Linked DNA regions of Mus musculus: region 1 is linked to region 2. Evidence: chromatin contacts called from public promoter capture Hi-C data. All regions are on one chromosome and are shown on one strand. The core of a region is the stretch at or near the end of the contact, and the rest is flanking DNA. Distances in the headings are between cores, read along the strand shown.

Region 1 (6,198 bases), core at 748-3,247, 290 kb after region 2:
GACACTGTCACAGCTCGGATACCACACACTTGGTTAAGTGTCAGGCAGGACTCAAGGGAACTTCCCAAGCATGTTTTCCTTGAAGGAACAAGTTGGGCAATCACCAGTGAAAATGTAACCCCTCAAATCGTGGTGGTCAAGTCCTATTAAGGGGAGCCTTAGCTTCCAATGTGACTCGAGAGTGCCTTGTTTTCTCTGGATTTTCTGTTCATGGGTACTGAAAACGTGTAAGGTCACCTCTCCCCCCCATCTCTTTTGCTTTCATCTTCTTTGAAACTTAAAAGAATCCAGACTGGCTGGTGTTTTTCCTCTGACACATCCACCTCTCCTGTGAATGAGCAGTGGCTGCTGGGAGGTTTGCACCAGCCTTCCTAACAGATTCCGGGCCCCCGAAGCTGTGAACACAGCCTCCACTCCAAATGTGTGTTTTCAATACAGCAGCCCCCTTTTTCTCACCGATTAGCATATTATAAATTTAGCCCTAGTTATTTACTCCCACAACATGCTCCTATTATTTTACAGATATTGCTACCAATGGGAATCCAGTTGGGAAAGAAGGCCTAAAAGAAAGAATAAAGGATAAGAATGTTCTAGGATTGTTAAGATTTACACAGTCTATTCCTTGGCTTAGTGGTTTTTACCACCTGGGTAGCTGGCTAAGAAATTCATCAGTGTACTGGAATTCAATATTCCTCCGGACATGGGGGTGGACATGAGCAAGAAGGACCTCTGGGGGCACTGGAAGCACGGTGCTCTACCTTTCACGTGCAGCTGGACCGCGCTTAGGGTCTGGCCCGCCGAGTTGCGCGCCGCGCACACGTAGAGCCCACGGTCCTTGGCCTGGCAGTAGAGCACCTTAAGTACAAAGCCGCCGTCGCGGTCGCGGTACATGAGGCGGCGGCGATCGGGGAGCAGAGGGCGGCCCTCCAAGTGCCATTCGATCTCGGGCTCAGGTTTGCCCATCACGTAGCAGCGGAATTTGGCGTGCTTGCCCTCGTTCACCCAGAAGGTCTTGGGCGCGCCTTTGAGCGGCTCCAACACGGGTTTGGGGTTCTCATCGGGATCCTGGGGCGGGCTCTCGCGGGGCTGGTGCACCTGGAGCAGCGCGCCCGCCTGCGCGTGGCCGTGCGCGTTGCGGGCGTGACACACGTACACCCCGGAATCGGGCAGCCGTGCCGCCAGGATGCGCAACGTCAGGCTCGCGCCCTCGTCACTCGCGCCGCGGCCGGGCTCCAGCTTGAAGTGGCTGCTGTCCCATACTTCGTCCAAGGCCATCCCATCCTTCTCCCAGTACAGCTTGGGCTCCGGAAGGCCTCCCACCTGGCACGTCAGCACCACCTCCTCCCCTCGCAGCACCCACTGGGACTGGGGCCCCGTCAGGAACTTCGGGGCGCCCTCCCCGGTGCCCGGTGTTGGCAGCGGACACTCGGAGGACTCGGGCTCCGGCTCGGGGGCCGGGGGTTCCAGCACGGTGACGGCGGCCGCCGCGTAGGCCTCTCCGGCCGCGTTGCGGGCGCGGCACACGTAGACCCCGGCGTCGGTGGGCAGCGCGCCGCTCAGCAGCAGGCCGTGCTCGGCGCCGTCCTCCGGAAAGCTTAGGCGCTCGGAGGCCACCAGCTGCTGCCCGCCTTTCTCCCACACGACAGTGGGCGGCGGCTCTCCCAGGACCACGCATTTGAGCTCGGCCTCCGCTCCACTTACCACCCGCACGGGCCGCGGGAAGCGTAGGAAACACGGGGGGCTCCCCTGATCCCCTGATCCGGCCTTCATTGCGGCCGCTGCAGATGGCTCGCCTGGGCGCGCGGGAAGGCCGGGAGCCGAGACCAGGGCGTGGCGGAGCGGGCGCCGGGACCGGTGGGACTCCTGTGACCGCTCGCCTCTTTACCCTGGACCCTGGCCGCAGCCCTGCTACGCGGCAATTCCCGGGCCGGGAGCCCAGAGCTCAGGGGGCTGTCCTTCCTGTTTGCCTGCTCAGCGAGGGGCCCTACAGCCTAGACTGCCCGCGGCCGGGCTTCCTGCTCTTGGGAGTCTCTCTTTCCAGCCCCCTCCCACAGCCTGGGCCTCTTTCTCCTCCCTCCCTCCCACCTCCGGCCTCCAGGTCTCCAACTGCGGGCCTGGCTTGGGCTTGAGTGACTTTGTCGCCTGCAGCTGCCAATCCCAAAAATATTCTCTGATGACACAGCTGGAGGACAAGAGCTCAGACTGGCTCCTCCAGGCTAAGTATAGAGCAGGCGGGACCACCTGCCCTCGGCCCAGAGCCTCAACCCTAGGTCTACCCTCCCACGTTGGCCTAGCAGCTGCTAGGATTGAAAAGAGCGCCAGAAAGTCTGAGGGGGGTGGTGCATTCTGTCCTTCTGACAAATGATTTGATGACTGGTCAACCTTAAGCACCCAGGCACCTGTGGTACCTGATGTAGATTCTATGTGTGTGTGTGTGTGTGTGTGTGTGTGTGTGTGTGTGTGTGTGTGTGTGTATTTGAGGAGTGGGTTGTATGCTTGCCTGAATGGGTCAGGTCACTTGGGGTGAATACCCATCACAGCCCCTTCCCCCACATTCTTGGCGGGAGTGGGAGATAAGGCTCAGGGCCACAGACATCTGCGTCAGAGATAGGAGGTCTCAATGCCATGGGCAGGGGCGACTGGGACTGTGGGGCGTGGGAAGGACTGGGGGAGACTGGGGTGAGAAGGGTAGAAGAAGGCCAGCAGTGGGATGGGGAGGGGACAGTGGGGAGGTCCTAGACAGAAAGGGCACAGGGCAGCGTGTGGGTTCCCTGTCATCAGGGCAAGTGAACTATGGTGAGCCAGCGGTCTCTGCTGCTCCTTTTGCTGTTGACCCTACGGGATGTGGACAGCTGCCAGGGACCCGAACTTGTCCGGGAGCTCGTCCTGGCCAAGGTGAAGGCTCTATTCCTAGATGCCTTGGGGCCCCCAGCAATGGATGGGGAAGGTGGGGATCCTGGAATAAGGCGTCTGCCTCGAAGACATGCCGTTGGGGGTTTCATGCACAGGACCTCTGAACCAGAGGAGGAAGATGTCTCCCAGGCTATCCTTTTCCCAGCTACAGGTAATGAAGTTGGGGATTGGCAGGTCAACTTTGAAGAGTAGCCGGTACCTACTTCATGGGCTTGGGAATCAGGCAGCTCTGGGTATGAATGGCAGCCCCACAACTCAGCTGGCTTTGCGGCAAGGGGCCAGTTCCTAAGCCCCTCTGATCGACATCAAACAGGTGGTAGCCTCTACCTCAACATCAGATAGGTGGTAGCCTCTACTTCTCAAGCGGGACTGATCCAGTGAGCCTAGCATGCCTGGAATACAAAAGGGGAAGCTAAGGCTCTGTAGAGACAGCTTCTGTTGCTGCCTGTGGTCTGTCCTGCGTTTTGTGCCCCCTACTCTCCCCAAGCCCCATCTGGCTCACTCTGAGGTCTCCTCGCTTCCCTGCCTTCATCTCCAGGCAGCGTAGTAGTAGTACCGAAAGTATGGATTTCATATCAAGTGGAATCCCAGTCTTGCCACTTACTAGCTGACTGTCAGCCGCCTCAGTGTCTTGTCTTGAGAATGGATCAGTTGTTAGAATTTGTAACGCGAGGGACTGTGTTCTAGTACGGCCCCAATTGCAGTCTTGACTACAGCTGGCCCATAATATTTCCCATAGTCTGTGTCCACTGGACCAGAAATGGCAGCTACACTTCCCTGGGAAGGGCTGACCTCTGCTCTCTTCTCCTTTCCCTTCCATTCTTTCTCTTTTCCTCCTCCTCTGTCTTCGTTAGTTTATGCATATGCCTGGAAATGCGGGGAGGTCAGAGGTTGACCCTGAACATCTTCCTTAGTCACTCTCCACCATTGTTTTTGAGTCAGTCTCTCACTGAACCAGGACCTCACTAATTAGTTAGCCTGACGGGTGTCTGTCTCCTCGGTCCTGTGAGATCGCATCCAGTTCTTTATGTCGGTCCTGGGATTGAACTCTGGTCCTAATGCAGACACAACAAGTACTTCAACTGAGCTGTCTCCCTACCCTGTAAGCTGTCTTTCAAAAACACGGTGCCTTTAAGAAATTTATCTTTTCAGGGCGAGGGGAGAGTATAGGGGGCTTTGGGGATAGCATTTGAAATGTAAATGAAGAAAATAATTTTAAAAAGAAATTTATCATTTAAAGTTTCTGACATGCTGAGATGGAGCAAAAGCAACAAAACACACCCATGCACCCAAGGTGTGAGAATCACTCCATGGTATCTGATGTACACTACCATAAGCTGCAGCCGCCAGCAGCCACGGGTTCCTGGCTTCCTGAAAGGAAAGCTGGGGATGGATGGCGAGGAAGGGGCGAGAAATAATGAGCCAAGATAAAGTCCTCTGATCAAGGCTCAACTTTAATATCCTAATGTCTGATCTTTAAAGGGAGGGGGGAATCCATCCCCCACTGTGCCAGGATCCCACTTTCTCATCAGGAAGACAAGCTCGGCTGCTCAGCAGGTAGCTTCTTGCAGGAAGCTGCAGATGTGCACAGATGTGGCAGACAAAACTTTACCTAGGTAGGAAGACTTCACCCTAGGTGAACTAGCAACTGTGGCAAAGAAGGTCTGAGCCAGCCAGCCTGCTCAAGGCTGGGGAGGGCACAATAAGCTTCATGAATAGACCTGAGGATGAAGTAGACAGTGAAATGGACTCTTACCCATTGCCCTTTATATTAACTGGTAAAACCCCTTGGGAGAAAATTTACCAATGTGGTGTTTTGATGATGAATAGAAAATTGGGGAGCCTCTGTTAGTTTTCCCAAGACTCCAGGGGGGGGTGTCTAAGTCTAAGTGACACTCGATTTTTGACATATAGTCAGCAAAATCAAGGCTACCCTCTCTTTCCTTTTTCTGCCTGTCCCCTGCAGGTGCCACCTGTGAGGACCAGCCAGCTGCCAGAGGGCTTGCCCAGGAGGCTGAGGAAGGCCTCTTCACTTATGTATTCCGGCCATCCCAACACATACGCAGCCACCAGGTGACTTCAGCCCAGCTGTGGTTCCACACAGGCCTAGGCAGGAAGAGCACAGCAGCCGCCAATAGCTCTGCGCCCCTGCTAGATCTTCTGGTGCTATCATCTGGGGGGCCCATGGCTGTGCCTGTGTCCTTGGGACAGGGCCCGCCACGCTGGGCTGTACTGCACCTGGCGGCGTCTGCTTTCCCTCTGCTGACCCACCCCATCCTGGTGTTGCTGCTGCGATGCCCACTCTGTTCCTGCTCGGGCCGGCCTGAGACCACTCCTTTCCTGGTAGCCCACACTAGGGCTCGAGCACCCAGTGCGGGGGAGAGGGCCCGGCGTTCAACTCCCTCCGTGCCTTGGCCTTGGTCTCCTGCGGCTTTGCGCTTGCTGCAGAGGCCTCCCGAGGAACCCGCTGCGCATGCCTTCTGCCATCGAGCTGCTCTCAATATCTCCTTCCAAGAGCTGGGCTGGGACCGCTGGATCGTACACCCTCCCAGTTTCATCTTCCACTACTGCCATGGTAGCTGCGGGATGCCCACATCTGACCTGCCCCTGCCAGTCCCTGGGGTGCCCCCTACCCCGGTTCAGCCCCTGTTTTTGGTGCCAGGGGCCAAGCCCTGCTGTGCTGCTCTTCCGGGGAGCATGAGGTCCCTACGCGTCCGAACCACCTCAGATGGAGGTTACTCTTTCAAGTATGAGATGGTACCCAACCTTATTACTCAACACTGTGCTTGTATCTAAAAGCACCTCCGCCTCCTCCTCCCATAGCCGATGGCCACAGTCAATTCACCACCCCAGGGTCCTCAGCTAGGAGGAGGACAGAGTGTGGAAAGTAGACAGTTTCCACTTCCTTTTCCCTACATCTTTCAGTATGAGGGATCCATATCCTGCTCCACCCAGGTCCTGTGGATAACAATAAAAAAGGAAGTGTGTGTGCCTTTGTATGTGTTCCCCTCACGTCTTTGACAATGGGGTTGGGGAGGTCTGGGGTCAGAGAGAATTGCGTTGTGGGATTTTGAGTTAACTGCTTTTGGCTTTAGAGATCGACAGTCTAAGAGGTAAAATTAGATGTGAATTAGTTGGGAAGCTGCCAAGTGTCCCAGAGCTTTGGACACCCACTCTAGGGACACATTGTCCCCTTACAAGCTAAACCTGATATGTCACACAGTCTGTCTGTCTTGCCACACCTAAAAGAAAGTTACTATCATAGTGGTTTCATCTAAGGCGGCC
Region 2 (6,398 bases), core at 3,150-5,649:
AGTATAATTTATCCCTAGGGTCCAGGCAGGAGGCTTCCACCCCGAGCAGAGGCTGAAGCCAAAAGAAAGCACAAACAGAGGGGAGACGACCTGACTTTTAATAGCATGGCTCCAGCCCCAGAAAGCAAGATAGACAGCAAGCTATGCAAAGCTGCCAGAGGTGCTGTGGCACAAACAACTAGATTGCCCTTGTTCCTGCCCATCCCCCAAGTTTGTGAGGTGGCTGTATGCCCGGGAACTTTGGGCCCGCCCAGCCCCCATTCCCAAATCCTCAGTGTTCAATGACGCCTGGGCCAAGCCTTCTAGAGCTGTTGAGTGAAGCAGCAGCAAGAAGAATAAAGTAGTCCAATCATCCAACACAGACTATCAGATATTTCAGAAAGTGAAGACTTGTATCTTGCAATAGCTTGTAGCTAGACAGACAGGTCCAGGGTTTGGTCCTTGTTTCTTTCCTATTCTGCGAGTCCTTAGGACCTTACATTGAAGTCCTTGGGTTCCTGCTTTCTGGGGCTCAATATGGGGCCCCCTTGGCAAGTCTCACTGTCAGCCATGTGAAGGTAAAATTAAAAGGTCACAAGCGGCCAATAGCGGGAGGTAGCAGCCAAAGCAGAAAGGGGGACAAGCAGAGGCTCAAGCAGTTACAAAGGGGACAAGAAACCATGCAAGGAGACTGTTTATTTCGAAAGGATTTTGCAATAAACACAGTGAACAGGCTCCAAGTAGCGGTCTACTCTTCTCCCTCATCCTCGTCCTCATAGGAGTCGATGCCTACTTCCTCATAATCTTTTTCCAGGGCAGCCATATCCTCTCGAGCCTCAGAGAACTCCCCCTCCTCCATTCCCTCACCCACATACCAGTGTACAAAAGCCCTCTTGGCATACATCAAGTCAAACTTGTGGTCCAGACGGGCCCAGGCTTCAGCAATGGCGGTTGTGTTGCTCAGCATGCACACAGCACGCTGCACCTTGGCCAGGTCACCCCCAGGCACCACAGTGGGTGGTTGGTAGTTGATGCCAACCTTGAAGCCTGTGGGGCACCAGTCCACAAACTGGATGCTGCGCTTCGTCTTGATGGCAGCTATGGCAGCATTCACATCTTTGGGCACCACATCTCCACGGTACAGCAGGCAGCAGGCCATGTACTTGCCGTGCCGAGGGTCACATTTCACCATCTGGTTGGCAGGCTCAAAACAGGCATTGGTGATCTCTGCCACTGACAGCTGCTCATGGTAGGCCTTCTCTGCAGAAATGACTGGTGCATAGGTAGCCAAGGGGAAGTGGATGCGAGGGTAGGGCACCAGGTTGGTCTGGAACTCTGTCAGGTCCACATTGAGGGCCCCATCAAAGCGCAAGGAAGCTGTGATGGAGGAGACAATTTGGCTGATGAGGCGGTTGAGGTTGGTATAGGTTGGACGCTCAATATCTAGGTTACGGCGGCAGATATCATAAATGGCTTCGTTGTCCACCATGAAGGCACAGTCTGAGTGTTCCAGGGTGGTATGGGTGGTCAGGATGGAGTTGTAGGGCTCCACTACAGCCGTGGACACTTGGGGGGCTGGGTAGATGGAGAATTCCAGCTTGGACTTTTTGCCATAGTCAACAGAAAGCCGCTCCATCAGCAGAGAGGTGAAGCCAGAGCCGGTGCCCCCTCCAAAGCTGTGGAATACTAGGAAGCCCTGAAGTCCTGTGCACTGATCAGACTGAAAGGCAAGGAAGAAAGAGCAATATAGGTAGGGGAAAGGCCTGAGGAATTTTCTAGTTTTGTAAGGTCTAAAGTATCTCAGATGTTAGGACAAAGTCTGAATATCCCCTAACAGCATCAATTTCTGAGACACAACTAGTGATCATCCTAGAAATGGATCCGAAAAAAATACTTTTCCTGAGCACAGAGTCCAAAGCTCCCTCCTCCCTGCCAGGCTGTATGTAGTCTCACCAGCTTGCGGATCCGGTCCAGCACTGGGTCGATGATCTCCTTGCCAATGGTGTAATGACCACGGGCATAGTTGTTGGCTGCATCTTCTTTCCCAGTGATAAGCTGCTCTGGGTGGAAGAGCTGACGGTATGGGCCATTTCGGATCTCATCTGAAAAACCATATATCACATTGCAAAAACCACCTGACTCTGCTCCTTCCCCCTCCCCACCCACTGAGTGGCAGCTGAAGCCAGATAGATAAAAGAGCTAGCTCATCCTTCTGCCAGCATCCATCTTCAGCTTCAAATAAACCAAGAGGCTTCAAAGATCACAAAAACCCAGCCAAGACATTCTTCAAGAGACACTCCACTTTCCTCAAAAGGGGACCCCTCCCCCCCTTGCTCACCGATTACAGTAGGCTCCAGGTCCACAAAGACTGCCCGAGGCACATGTTTTCCAGCTCCAGTTTCACAGAAGAAGGTGGTGAAGGAGTCGTCCCCTCCACCAATGGTCTTATCGCTGGGCATCTGCCCATCAGGCTGAATCCCATGTTCCAGACAGTAGAGCTCCCAGCAGGCATTGCCCATCTGGACACCTGCCTGCCCCACATGGACTGAAATGCACTCGCGCTGAGGGATACAGAGAAGGTCACAGCATAAGTCCTTACCCACAACTACCCACTTCATTCGGTTCTTTCTCACCCTTTTGCCTATTGGCTGAGATTACTCAGTTGGTAAAAGTATGGTAAGGTTGGGACTCATGGTGGTCAGAAGCAGCTGGCAGCCTCTCCAGTCTCCTCAGCACAGGGCTCCCCAGACTGGAGGTAGCCAGCAGGGCAGACCAACCCCTTAGCCTACTTCTCAGTAGAGAATTTACCAAGTGAGAGCTGTATAATCCTGTTACATCCACAGGATACACAGGACAGAGAGGACATGCACACCTGACAGGCAGGGCTTCAGCAATTATAATAAGGGTGCAGGGAGAGAAAGACACAGAGAGGGATAGACACCGAGAGACAGAAGACTTTCCAGTTGCTTCCAGATCGTGCAGCGTCTAGAAATATGTTTTATAGTTTATAGCCAGCAGCTTCCTCCCTGGTTAATCTTTGCCTTGAAAATTCTCACAACCCTCTCCCCTTCTTTCCTGTGGGCAAAGAGGTGTCTCAACCTTCCATCTGGTATCAACTGACCATTCTGGCCTTCAGGATGCTAGAACCTCCACTTTTAAGTTCCATCTGGCCCTGAGGGATCAATCCCATCTGGCTCCTCTCCCCACCTCCACCCTCACACTCTGCGTTGCTTCACCACCTCCATCCTCGCCTCAGCCCACATGGAAATAGCAGCGATAATACGGGTAAACGCTGACGGCAGGGGCAGGCAATACAGGTATACATACTGGAGCCCTGGCAACTTAAGGCTACATCTAGGTGGTCCATAATTTAACCCCTGCAACGCCCAGGTCTATAGAACCTGTGCGCCTCCCTTTTCACAACCAAATGGCGCGTGGGGGCGGGGTGGGGCACGACAATTTCTAAATACCCAGAAAAGGAAGTGGAACCTGCTAGGAGGCCCTTGAGGAAACCCGCCTTGCTGCACAAGCCAGGGGAACGCCATCTGTACCTGGGCCCTACGTCTGCTCTCCCACTGGAGTCTTTCCAGTTACTTCCCAGTTGAAAGCTCGGGTTGGATTTCTGCCCCCGCTCCGGGCTATAAATACAAACCCCTTCATACACCTCTCTCCCTTCCCCCGCCACCTGGCCGAGGCCGGGGCTGTCGATCAGCGCCAGCTGTCTCTGCCTGTTCTCCGAGCACCCGCGAGCACCCGCACTCGGGTAGGAGGGGCCCGCTGGCCTCCCGAGACCGAACCCCATTCCCGCCACCCCTCCTGGCTCAGGAGGGGGTGCTGAGTCATGTGGGGGGTGTAGATGGGAAGAAGGCACACGGAGGAAGACGGGGTGCGGTACCAAGTAACCCCTTAAACCAACCGGCGCCAGGCACGTGTTCGGTCAGTTCCAGGGACTCACTCAGGGGGTATGGGTGGCGGGGGCAGCTGAGCAGGTCTTCTGCTGCCGGAGGAGAGCACTGGGTACGGAACCTCGTGACTCCCCTCAGGAGGGTTGGAACACAGACGCTTGGTAGGGCAGGAGGACACTACAGAAGGGCTCCTCTCTGCTAGTGAAACACCCTCCCTCAGTCCCCAGCTTCTGAAGGTGGACAACACACTAGGTCAAAGTCACCGGGAGAGGTGGGGGAAGTGCAAAACTCTTACATCTCCTGGAAACTCGGAATGCTAAGGAAAGGGTCTTCAGATCTCTAGTGGAAGGTTCCCCCAGAGAAGCGGGACATTTGTTTATAGGACCGGAGAGATCCTGGCGGGGCCTCACTCACCATGATGAGTTTGGGCTGTACGTCTCACGTAGAGTCGGGGTCACGGGTCTCGGTGAGATCTGCGGAGCTGCAGTGCCGCACCGCTCTTATAGGCAGGAGGCGGGACCTGCGCGCTCAGCCCGCCCACCATGGGGCGGGGTGGTTTAAAGACTACATCCCCGTCAGGATAGGTGGCCACCAGGGGAGTGAAACCTAGGCGTATCCCCTCCCCTTGCCGCTCCGGATTCTCTCACCTGTCGGGTTTGGCTTAGAAGCAGCGGCCCATATTCGTTCCTAGTTTTGAGCCGATGTCCCGGATTCCGAAGGTCCGAAGCAGAGACGCAGGGTGCGGTGGCGGAGCGTGTCTCGAATGCACCCGCGTCATGTAGACGCTCATGGTGCAGGTATTCCGATTTAGGGCGGATGAAGCTCAAGCAATCCTTCAAAAGCGGCTGTCCCCGGCCTTCTCCGCTGTCCTCCCAGCGTCGCCTCCCGGGCTCGGGCGGGTTGGGCAGCTGGGACTGGTCGCCCGAGACCCCCTTACAGCAGACCGCCGCCTGCTGGTCCCCGGCCGAGTTGGTAGGCTTTCGCCCACACCTGTAGGAGGCCGAGGACCTAGAACTACAGAGCCTGAGCCCCAGGGTGCCGATCCGGTAGACTATCCCTCAAAGCCGAGCGGCGCAGCCAATCTGTGAGGGCCGACGCGAGAATCTGCCACCTTTCACCGGCCAGGCCACTCGCTGGTCAGAGGCTCCGTCATTAGCGCCGTCACTATTAGTTAGCTCCCCGCCTCGACCACCTACCTGCTGCGGTGGAGCACAGAACCTGGAGCCTCTGGAACAGCATCCGGTCGGCCTTATGCAACCTTGGGCAAGTGACTTAGTGTCACTGAGTTCTTGGCTTGTACAGTCGAAGAGATACCTCCTTTCTACGTTTTATTTCCATTTCGTACTAGGACAGGCCTTTCTAAAAACTATTTCTGCTTTCTCAGACATACATCACCCCCACCGGAAAAAAAATCCCTCAGGAGGAGCCCAGGTGCTGGTTTTCATGGCCATAAAAATTCTGACTCCTAAGGTAGTCATCACTTGAAAAAGATTTCACCAGCATGGGCTTCCATTCTCTTCTTAGGGACAGAGCTGTTTGTCAGCATAACACAAGGCCGAAATATATACAGCAATGGCAGACGTTCTATCAACAAAGTAGCTAGTGGCATTTGACTTAAGAGAAGTCATAGAAAAGAATACAATACATTTCACAAGATCTCTTTCTAGTCCTTGACATCTGGTTAGGAGAATTTCGTTGGGAGAGGCTGAGTGTGTAGTTCGGTTGGTAGCATGCTGTCATCATTTGTGAAGTTCTGGGTTTGATCCCTAGCACCATGGTTGGGAGAGGGTCTCCTCTGTAAAAAGAAAATGGACACGGACATTTGGTTAAGCCGCTTGCAATCATGGGTCATGGTCTGTGCAAAGGAATGAGTCTTGATGATCACAGGACACAGTGGCCACTCTGAAGATCTTCTCGTTTCCTATGAACCCACACGGCACAAGGGATAGAAAAAGATCTGAACAATTAGGCAAAACTCTAAACCTGTTTGGCCTTCAGATTCCGTTCTTTGTAAAACTGAGGTAACCACTTCAGTCTTGAGGTCAGACAGGCACAGGATTGTGTACAAGGCTAGCAGAGCAATGTATAAGGAGCCACCTGAGCCCCCACAGCTTCCACTCACACTTAGTATATGCACAGCACACCTGTATGTGCTGTAGCTTATGAGCCAAGGCAAGGACTATGCTGCGTCCTTCTTTGGGTCCCTGGTTTTTAGTATGGTACTTGGGACATTTGATAAGCATGTATTCATTCAATGAACTGTTGTACTTCAGAGATGGGGCCCTCAGGGAGTTGCAATTGAGCAGCTGATAGACCAAAGTCCCTCTCTGAAATGTTTTATTCTGCTAGGGGGTACGGCGTAGTGGTAGAGAGCTTGCTAGGTATGTACAAGGCCCTGTGTTCAGACCCTAGAACTGCAAAAAGCAAACAAACAGAAGAAGAAAGGTTTTGTTTGGATCTTCATGGTGTTTGGCATAGGAAAAAAAAATCAAGGACTTTGGGGTTGAGGTACCC

Evidence for each region. Capture Hi-C pulls out chosen DNA fragments and counts their contacts.
Region 1: a promoter capture Hi-C map of pancreatic islet shows a contact between it and region 2. The contact joins the promoter of Obsl1 here to the promoter of Tuba4a in region 2. A contact is called at or near these places in 2 of 39 promoter capture datasets (cranial neural crest and neural stem cells) and 3 of 9 other capture datasets (adipose tissue, liver and pancreatic islet).

The regions. Positions count from the first base shown.
Region 1 is chr1:75,504,455-75,510,652 of GRCm38.p6, forward strand. Obsl1 (obscurin-like 1) reads right to left here and starts at 1,998. Exons shown (of 20, transcript NM_178884.5): 1 at 759-1,998. The coding sequence starts at 1,770. It overlaps Inha (inhibin alpha), which reads left to right and starts at 2,623. Exons shown (of 2, transcript NM_010564.5): 1 at 2,623-3,064; 2 at 4,880-5,912. The coding sequence starts at 2,794. The coding sequence ends at 5,709.
Region 2 is chr1:75,214,895-75,221,292 of GRCm38.p6, forward strand. Tuba4a (tubulin, alpha 4A) reads right to left here and starts at 4,400. Exons shown (of 4, transcript NM_009447.4): 1 at 4,299-4,400; 2 at 2,318-2,540; 3 at 1,933-2,081; 4 at 78-1,699. The coding sequence starts at 4,301. The coding sequence ends at 728. It overlaps A630095N17Rik (RIKEN cDNA A630095N17 gene), which reads right to left. Exons shown (of 3, transcript NM_001243090.1): 3 at 5,201-5,679. The coding sequence ends at 5,566. Stk16 (serine/threonine kinase 16) reads left to right here. Exons shown (of 8, transcript NM_011494.5): 8 at 1-712.